2 separate regions of the Zea mays genome follow, and region 1 is linked to region 2. The links are chromatin contacts, called in public Hi-C maps. All regions are on one chromosome and are shown on one strand. The core of a region is the stretch at or near the end of the contact, and the rest is flanking DNA. Distances in the headings are between cores, read along the strand shown.

Region 1 (3,422 bases), core at 903-3,402, 260 kb before region 2:
CCTCTCTTTCCGCGACCAAGGGCACGGACACCCATCGCCATCGCGTCATTAAAACTCGCATTCACGCCGGTCACAAGGCCGGAGGAGTGATCTGCTCCGACGACGTGCCTGCCTCTGCGCCCGCGACGTCAACTCCCTGCCCTTGGCATTAAAACGGCCGGCCGCAGGAGACGAGAGAACACGAACGCCAAGCGCTTGGGCCTTGGCACCGCTGCGACCGACGGCGACTAGGGACACTAGGCCATGCGCCCATGGGACGGCGGCGGCGGCGGCGGCGGCGGCGGCACATCCAAGCTTACAATTTGCAAACATCTCCACCACCACCACCACCACGGAGCTCGAACATGCTAGATCGACAAGTATAGCAGCTTTGACCAATTGTGGCTGCGGGATTGTCTGGTTCTACAGGAGCAGGAACAGAAAGCAGTGTCACCATTCATTCATGTTCTTGTATGCGGTGTCTGATCGGCCATAAATTTCCTGACAGGGGAGGGCATGCATTTCTGTTTCAGTTCAAAAAACGGCGCCCCCCTCCCCTGTCTACGTACTCCTACGTACCCGACTCGGTCCGTGGGTCATCACATTACACGAGCCTAAGCAAAATTTATGGCGTCACGTACGGTACGGTAGGAGACGGCAGCCGCTCCATCTAGGAGGCTACGCCATCGCCCCATATGCCTAAACCACAAGCTATGTGCCCAGGTAGCCGACGTTGAGGTCGATCCGCGGCTTCTTGCTCGCGGCCGGCGCTGGCGCCGGCGGGGCCGGGACGTGGGACTCGCAGCGCGGGCACCGCGGGTCGCTCCGGGAGATTAGCACGTACAGGAAGCACCTGGGGCACGCCGCGGCCACCATCCCGCCGCCGGAGGGCGAGTCGCAGCCGTCGCCCTGCTCCACGCCGCCGCCGCCGCCGCCGCCGCCGCCGCGGCGCTTCACGGAGGACGTGGTCACGGAAGACGACGACGGGGACGCGCCCGCGCCGCTGTGCTGCTGCTGCTGGTGCGGGTGCGGGGACTGGTGCTGCCTGCCGCGCTCGAACCGCTCCAGGGCCGTCTTCACCTTCTCGATCGTGCACACGCTGTGGTACGTAGCCGTGGCGCCGCCCGCGACCGCTGGTGCCGCTGCCGCTGCCGCCGTCGCGGCGCAGGGCTTCGTGGTGGCGGCTACCGGGAACAGGTTCAGGTCCCTCGGCGCCGCCGGGCACGCGTGCTTCTGCTGGTGCACCCTCGCGGGCTGCACGTGGGCGCACAAAAAAAAAACATTAGCTTCGTTTCTCAACTAGAGCAAGTACAACTGATTGTGATTATAGATAAGCGTAAGCTAATGCAGCTACTGATGTGCTAGTAAATTCTTCTATAATCACAACTGATTGTGATTATAGATAATAAAGCACAAAAAAGGACAGCATGCATGTGCAAGTACAGATTTTAGTATTTCGCGTTTAGTTTAGTGGGAATGTTTAATGGTTCTGGTAGAGCAACATGTTTCATATAAAATTCTGATCACGAGGGAATGGAATTTGGACTAATATTACTATTGACCACTTGCAAATCCAAACTGGATACTATAGGCTATAGCAGAATAGTCGTCTTGGATGGAGGCCTCGGACCAAGACTTTTCCACGTTGGAGAAAGCGAAGAAAGTTCTTCCTTCTTCGAAAAACTTATGAACACCAAGGTCAAGGTGCGCTCTTCCAATTCAATCAAGCAACATCAGCAAGCGGGTCCGATCCGAAGGCGAGCATGCACAGGCACATCACACGCAGAGGCAGGGGAGAGCAGAGAACAGAGAGGCTTTGCGAATTCAAAGACAGCACGGGGCCGAGGTGCTTACCACGGCGTCATTCCTGGCGGACGCGTCCCTGGCGTCGTCTTCGGCGGCGGCGCACCCGCCGAGGAAGTCCCTGGTGACGAGCTCCGCCGCCCTCCCGCCGGTGGCTCCCCGCGCCATGAACCCCAGCGCCTCGGCCGCCATCTCGCCTCTCGTCTCTAGCTCAGCCGCAGCATGCGGCGACGGCCGTTTCGCCTTGGCGGTGGCAGCTCTCAGGCGCGCAGGCAGAGAGAGAGAGGGAGAGAGAGACGAAGGGGGGAGGAGGATGTGTGTGTCGTGCACTCGCTGGTAGCAGTAGTAGTGCTAGCGCAGGAGGGGAGAGAGAGGAGGTGCGTGGGCGAGCAGGGCAGAGGACGAGGAGGGAGCGAGCGAGTGATAAAAAAGGGTCGGGGTTTGGAGGCACGTATGGGCGCGGCATTAATTAAGGTGTTGGAAAGGCGAGGCATGAGGACAAGATGTGCAATGAATGCGAGCGGGGTAGGCCGCATTGATGGCAGATGGCGCCCGCTGTGTGTGATGGGGATGGACCAGCCTATGCCACTCACTGCTCTGCGCCTCCCCCGTCTAGTACTCTCGTGTACTACGCGTAGCTGAACCGGAGGAGCCGAGCCGTCGTAGTTGAGTACCGTACTCCAGCTCCAGCGCCACACACACACTTGCGGGTTGCGTGGGGATCACGCGGGACCCACGCCCCGAGATCTTCATTGGGATCGGTAAACAATTGACACACTAGGAATGTGGTGCCGGACGAATAATCTTTTCCCTTTTTCTTAATTCTCGTAGCTTAGGGTTTTACAACTGCACTTAATATAGAGCTTCTTGAGTCTAAGGCCTAATTGAAAAAATAAAATAGGTGAACTCTTCGCGAAGAGTCCGTTTTTCACGACTTTCTATACACGTTGTGTCTTAGCTGTATTTATGATCTACTAGCTGAATGCCCGTGCGTTGCAACGGAAATATATAATACCAGTATACTACGATAACTTATATATAAAATATGTGTTATACCGTTATGCGAAAATGTTTCATAATCAATTTGTGATTCTGGCCATACATAAATTTTGTTATTCATAATCTATCTGTTTCACCACTATATTGCAACCATCAGTATCATGCAGACTTCGATATATGTCACGATTTGCATGGTCTCATTATTGGAGAGCATGTTTCACACATACCGGAAGAAATTCCCTCGTACATCGTTAGTCATCGGACACGTACCACCATACGCTTTTGCTTAAACAAAAAGGTGAGTGTGTGTATTTGCAAGACGAATGGTCAAACATCGTATAACCATAAAGTTAGAATACTATATTAATATATTAAATAAATTAATCCAATAGATATAGATTAACCCAATTAACATAGAATAAAATAAATATCTAATTATAAAAGTATGAAACATGGTATAATCAATGTTGTTACTGCGTAGTAAATATTCATACGAGACTAACACAACTGAAACAGTTCAATTTAGAATTAAAATGAGGAAGCTGCGAATTTCCAAAGTTTCTATGTATTTGATATATGATTAATTAGGAAATCAATTTATTGTTGTTTTCATGACAAAACATAGGTATTATGTGATAAAA
Region 2 (3,531 bases), core at 355-2,854:
AGCACGAACCATTAAGCTACAATCAACAACACCGTCCTACCCAAAAGCACCGCAAGGGGTAACCCTGGGTGTGCGGTCGGACTCTAAACACTGACAGTCACCTCAAGGCAGGGGGATCAAACAGAGGGACAACCGAACGCCTTCAAACGGTGACAAACCCATAAGGATTTACAAGAGGAGGAGCGCCGACGAGGTCCAGGAGGCTGGAGCCTCGCTAAGCCAAGACTTAGCTAGGACTTCACCTTACAGCTTCTAAGCTCCACTCCCACCTCAATAAGAGATCTAGGAGCCTCTCCTCCCTCTCTCGACTACTTGTAACCCCTACTACGAATTTGATAATCAATAGTGCCAGTAGCGCAAGCCACTGATGACTAGAAGTAGAGACATTCTGCCCGAACCAGTATAAATCTTGTGCCCTCCGCACACACCCTCTAAAGCCCGGAATGCGCACAATAAATTTACTTATAGGTGTGAGGTACGAAACACCGACACATGGTTCATCACACAGTCTAAAACATGGTTGACAATCTGTCTGAAACATGGTTCATCACACAGTCTGTCCATGAAAATAAAAAGAATCTGAAAACATGGTTCACAATCTGAAACACAATAGATACTTCATCACAAGCCCATACTTGATCACAAAAGACTGGTTCATACAAAGCCATACATCTAACATTACTTCGGATACACAAATTGCTATAGTTCTTAGGATCCAACATTTCACATTGTCAGACACCGTTACAACATGATCCAAGATACAAAAGAGACATACTTCTTAAACCATAAGACCCCATACAAGATATTCTTCAACCTAGTCCGAGTAACTAGGCATCTGGTCCGAGTCGTATTCAACGCCCTCGGATTTTTCAAAGTGCTCTTCAATGGACATGAAGTCGTCAGGGTGTGGTTCACGCGGAGATTGTGGCCAAGTGAAACTAGACACCGAGCTGAAATCATCCTCCACATCAACCTTATTGGCAGCATCCAACTCTATTTGGCAGAATAAAGAGTATTGGTCCAATCCTCCAAGAGTAAATTCGAGCGCTTCTCAGACTGCCCTATCCTCAAAAACATTTAGCGGCTTCCCCAAAGGTAGCTTCTCATGTCATATACTTAGGACACGCTTAGCAGACTCCTGCATGATTGAGATTGCCTTGTCGGCAACATCGATCTTCTGCGCCATCTATGGAAACACAAACAACAAATTATATAAGAAGAAACTGAGATATATAGTTTAGAGTTTAGTTCACCAAAAGCTTTTGAGGTATACAAGAAAACAAAGCTTTTGACGCATCAATACAACTATTAACAGGAAGAAACCCAGATATATAAGAAAATGAGTTCCACTTTAATATTAGGTACAATTTTCTCGTTCAGGGTTTAGTTCACTAGAAGCACACAAATATTAAACGATTAAGCATATTGTCGACGCTAAGATGAACCTCAAGCACACAACTATTAACAGAAAGAACATCAGGACGAGGTTTAATAACCTGTTGAACCCTAATCTGCATACCTAATCCCTAAACAATACCAGCCAAAAACTTTGTCATCACCGCATTGAGAGTGCAAAAGATGACCAAGATGATGAGAACTAACTAGAACGGAGTGAGGAACTCAATCGATGACGATGACAGTGGTAACACTGGAGGGTGGAGGTGGAGGCGGCTCGAAGCGAGGTCACGAAGAATGGCCGGTAACAGGTTTTATATTTCAGGGAACATATCTTAGCAGACTGATGTGGTTTTATATTTTTTAGCAATATTTTGTTTTTCAACAACCCCAATAACAGTTTTTTTTGGGAGAAAATTAAGTGCTCTCTTGGAGCTACTCTCTAACTGACCTATTTTCACGAACTGAACGAGAGGAATGACTACCAAGTGCCGGTAGAGCGGCAGGAGCACAACGATCCTCTCCTTTCCGTGGGTCCCACCCACCCGGCCCCTGTCGCGTTTCCGTAGTTCCTGTCCTGTCCGCGAGCCGCGTCAGCGTCAGTGCGTCACCGGCCTCCCGTCCGTCGCCGCCGCCGGGGGCCCATCCACATCCGCCGCCGCGGGCCCGTCCGTCCACCACAACGCCGCCATCCGCGGCCGAAGGCGCTCCCCCGTCCGCCCGCCACCACGCCACCGCCTCGCCCCTGTCCGCTGCCGCGCCGCCGTCAGCTCGGCCCCGTCCGCAACCGTGGCCCCATCTACATCTGTCGTCACCGCCGCCCTCCCATCACACGCCGCCATCCGTCCCCTTCGGAAGCAGTGAAGTGCTTGCGCATCCTCTACCTCTCTTTGATAAAACTGGGCTTGGGCCCGCTCCACCACGAAGGAACAAGGGAAGGGAAAGGAAGCAGCAAGCGCTCCGCCGACCTCCCCGGTCGCCGCACCGCTTCCCTCCCACGTCGCAGACGCCGCGCCCGTCGCCCGACTCGGAAGAACGGTCCTGGCCCGGCGCTCGCTCGCCCGCCGTTAGCTTGTACCCCTCCTGCTCGGATCCAAGAACGATTCCGGTATCGACGGCGGCGGCGGTGTTCCTGTTGTCACCGGCGCGTTTCGTCTCGTGCGTCTCGTTCTGTAACTGGAAAAGAAGCCGCATCATTTTCTTTTTTTACTCTTAGTTATTTCTGATTTATTTGGGTCCTGCTCTTTCTCATCTAGTTTTGGGGCCTGCTCCCGGGGTTCTTGAGTTGTTAATGTCAAGTGAGAAACCGACTGTACCAGACATTGTTTTAATCCCCCACCGTCCGGTTCTTTTTTGCACATGCCGTTGATTCAATAGTTGTCCTTCACTCTGACACCCGGAGGAAAATAAAAAGGAAAGGAAAAATAAGTGTTGAGGCAGTGAAGGGCAAAAAGATCAAATTTACGTTTAGCGAAGGTAGCTGTGTGAGAATTTGTTAATTCTGAAGTTGAGTGTTAGGAGAGTTTGTGAGGGCTGTGGAATGTCGAAGGTGAAGAACAATAATGGTTATCATGGAGTCACTGAGCCAATCTCGCTGAGTGGACCGACTGAGAAGGACCTTATGCAGACAGCTGAGGTTGAAAAGGTTGGGGATTTGTATATCTGATAAACCAAAAGCTCTTCCACATTTTTTTTTATTTTCCTCAGATTCATGCTATTTGTTTTAACAGCGTGGTTTTATTTGTGTTGATCAGTACCTTTCAGATGCAGGACTCTATGAGAGGCAAGATGAGGCTATCTTGCGAGAAGAGGTTTTAGGCAAGCTGGACCAGGTTGAACAATATCCATGGATGCCCTTCCATTTTGGATTATCATTCGCTTAGGCATATACTGATTTGAAGATGTTGGATGCTGTGGCAGACTGTGAAAGCTTGGATTAAGAAGGCTACTAGGATCAGCGGGTATGGGGAGCAATTTGTGCATGAAGCAAATGCAAAGATCTTTACATTTGGTTCATACCGTCTTGGGGTAATCCACCTTACTGTTTATCAAATATCTTTATATATATTTTATAAAAAAACTATAAACTGTTATTGTACACTGTGGTCACATTTGGTTGCTGCCTTTCCGTGCTCT

What was found. A called contact is a pair of places that touch in the nucleus more often than the background predicts.
Region 1: a Hi-C map of ear shows a contact between it and region 2, with 1.8 times the contacts expected there. The contact joins the promoter of LOC100277418 here to the promoter of LOC103643777 in region 2. A contact is called at or near these places in 2 of 25 Hi-C or Micro-C datasets (bundle sheath and ear).

What each region holds. Positions count from the first base shown.
Region 1 is chr1:265,178,872-265,182,293 of Zm-B73-REFERENCE-NAM-5.0, reverse strand. LOC100277418 reads right to left here and starts at 2,152. Exons shown (of 2, transcript NM_001165631.1): 1 at 1,834-2,152; 2 at 467-1,233. The coding sequence starts at 1,974. The coding sequence ends at 691.
Region 2 is chr1:264,914,418-264,917,948 of Zm-B73-REFERENCE-NAM-5.0, reverse strand. It overlaps LOC103643777 (nuclear poly(A) polymerase 1), which reads left to right and starts at 1,604. Exons shown (of 13, transcript XR_002266495.2): 1 at 1,604-3,040; 2 at 3,150-3,227; 3 at 3,316-3,423.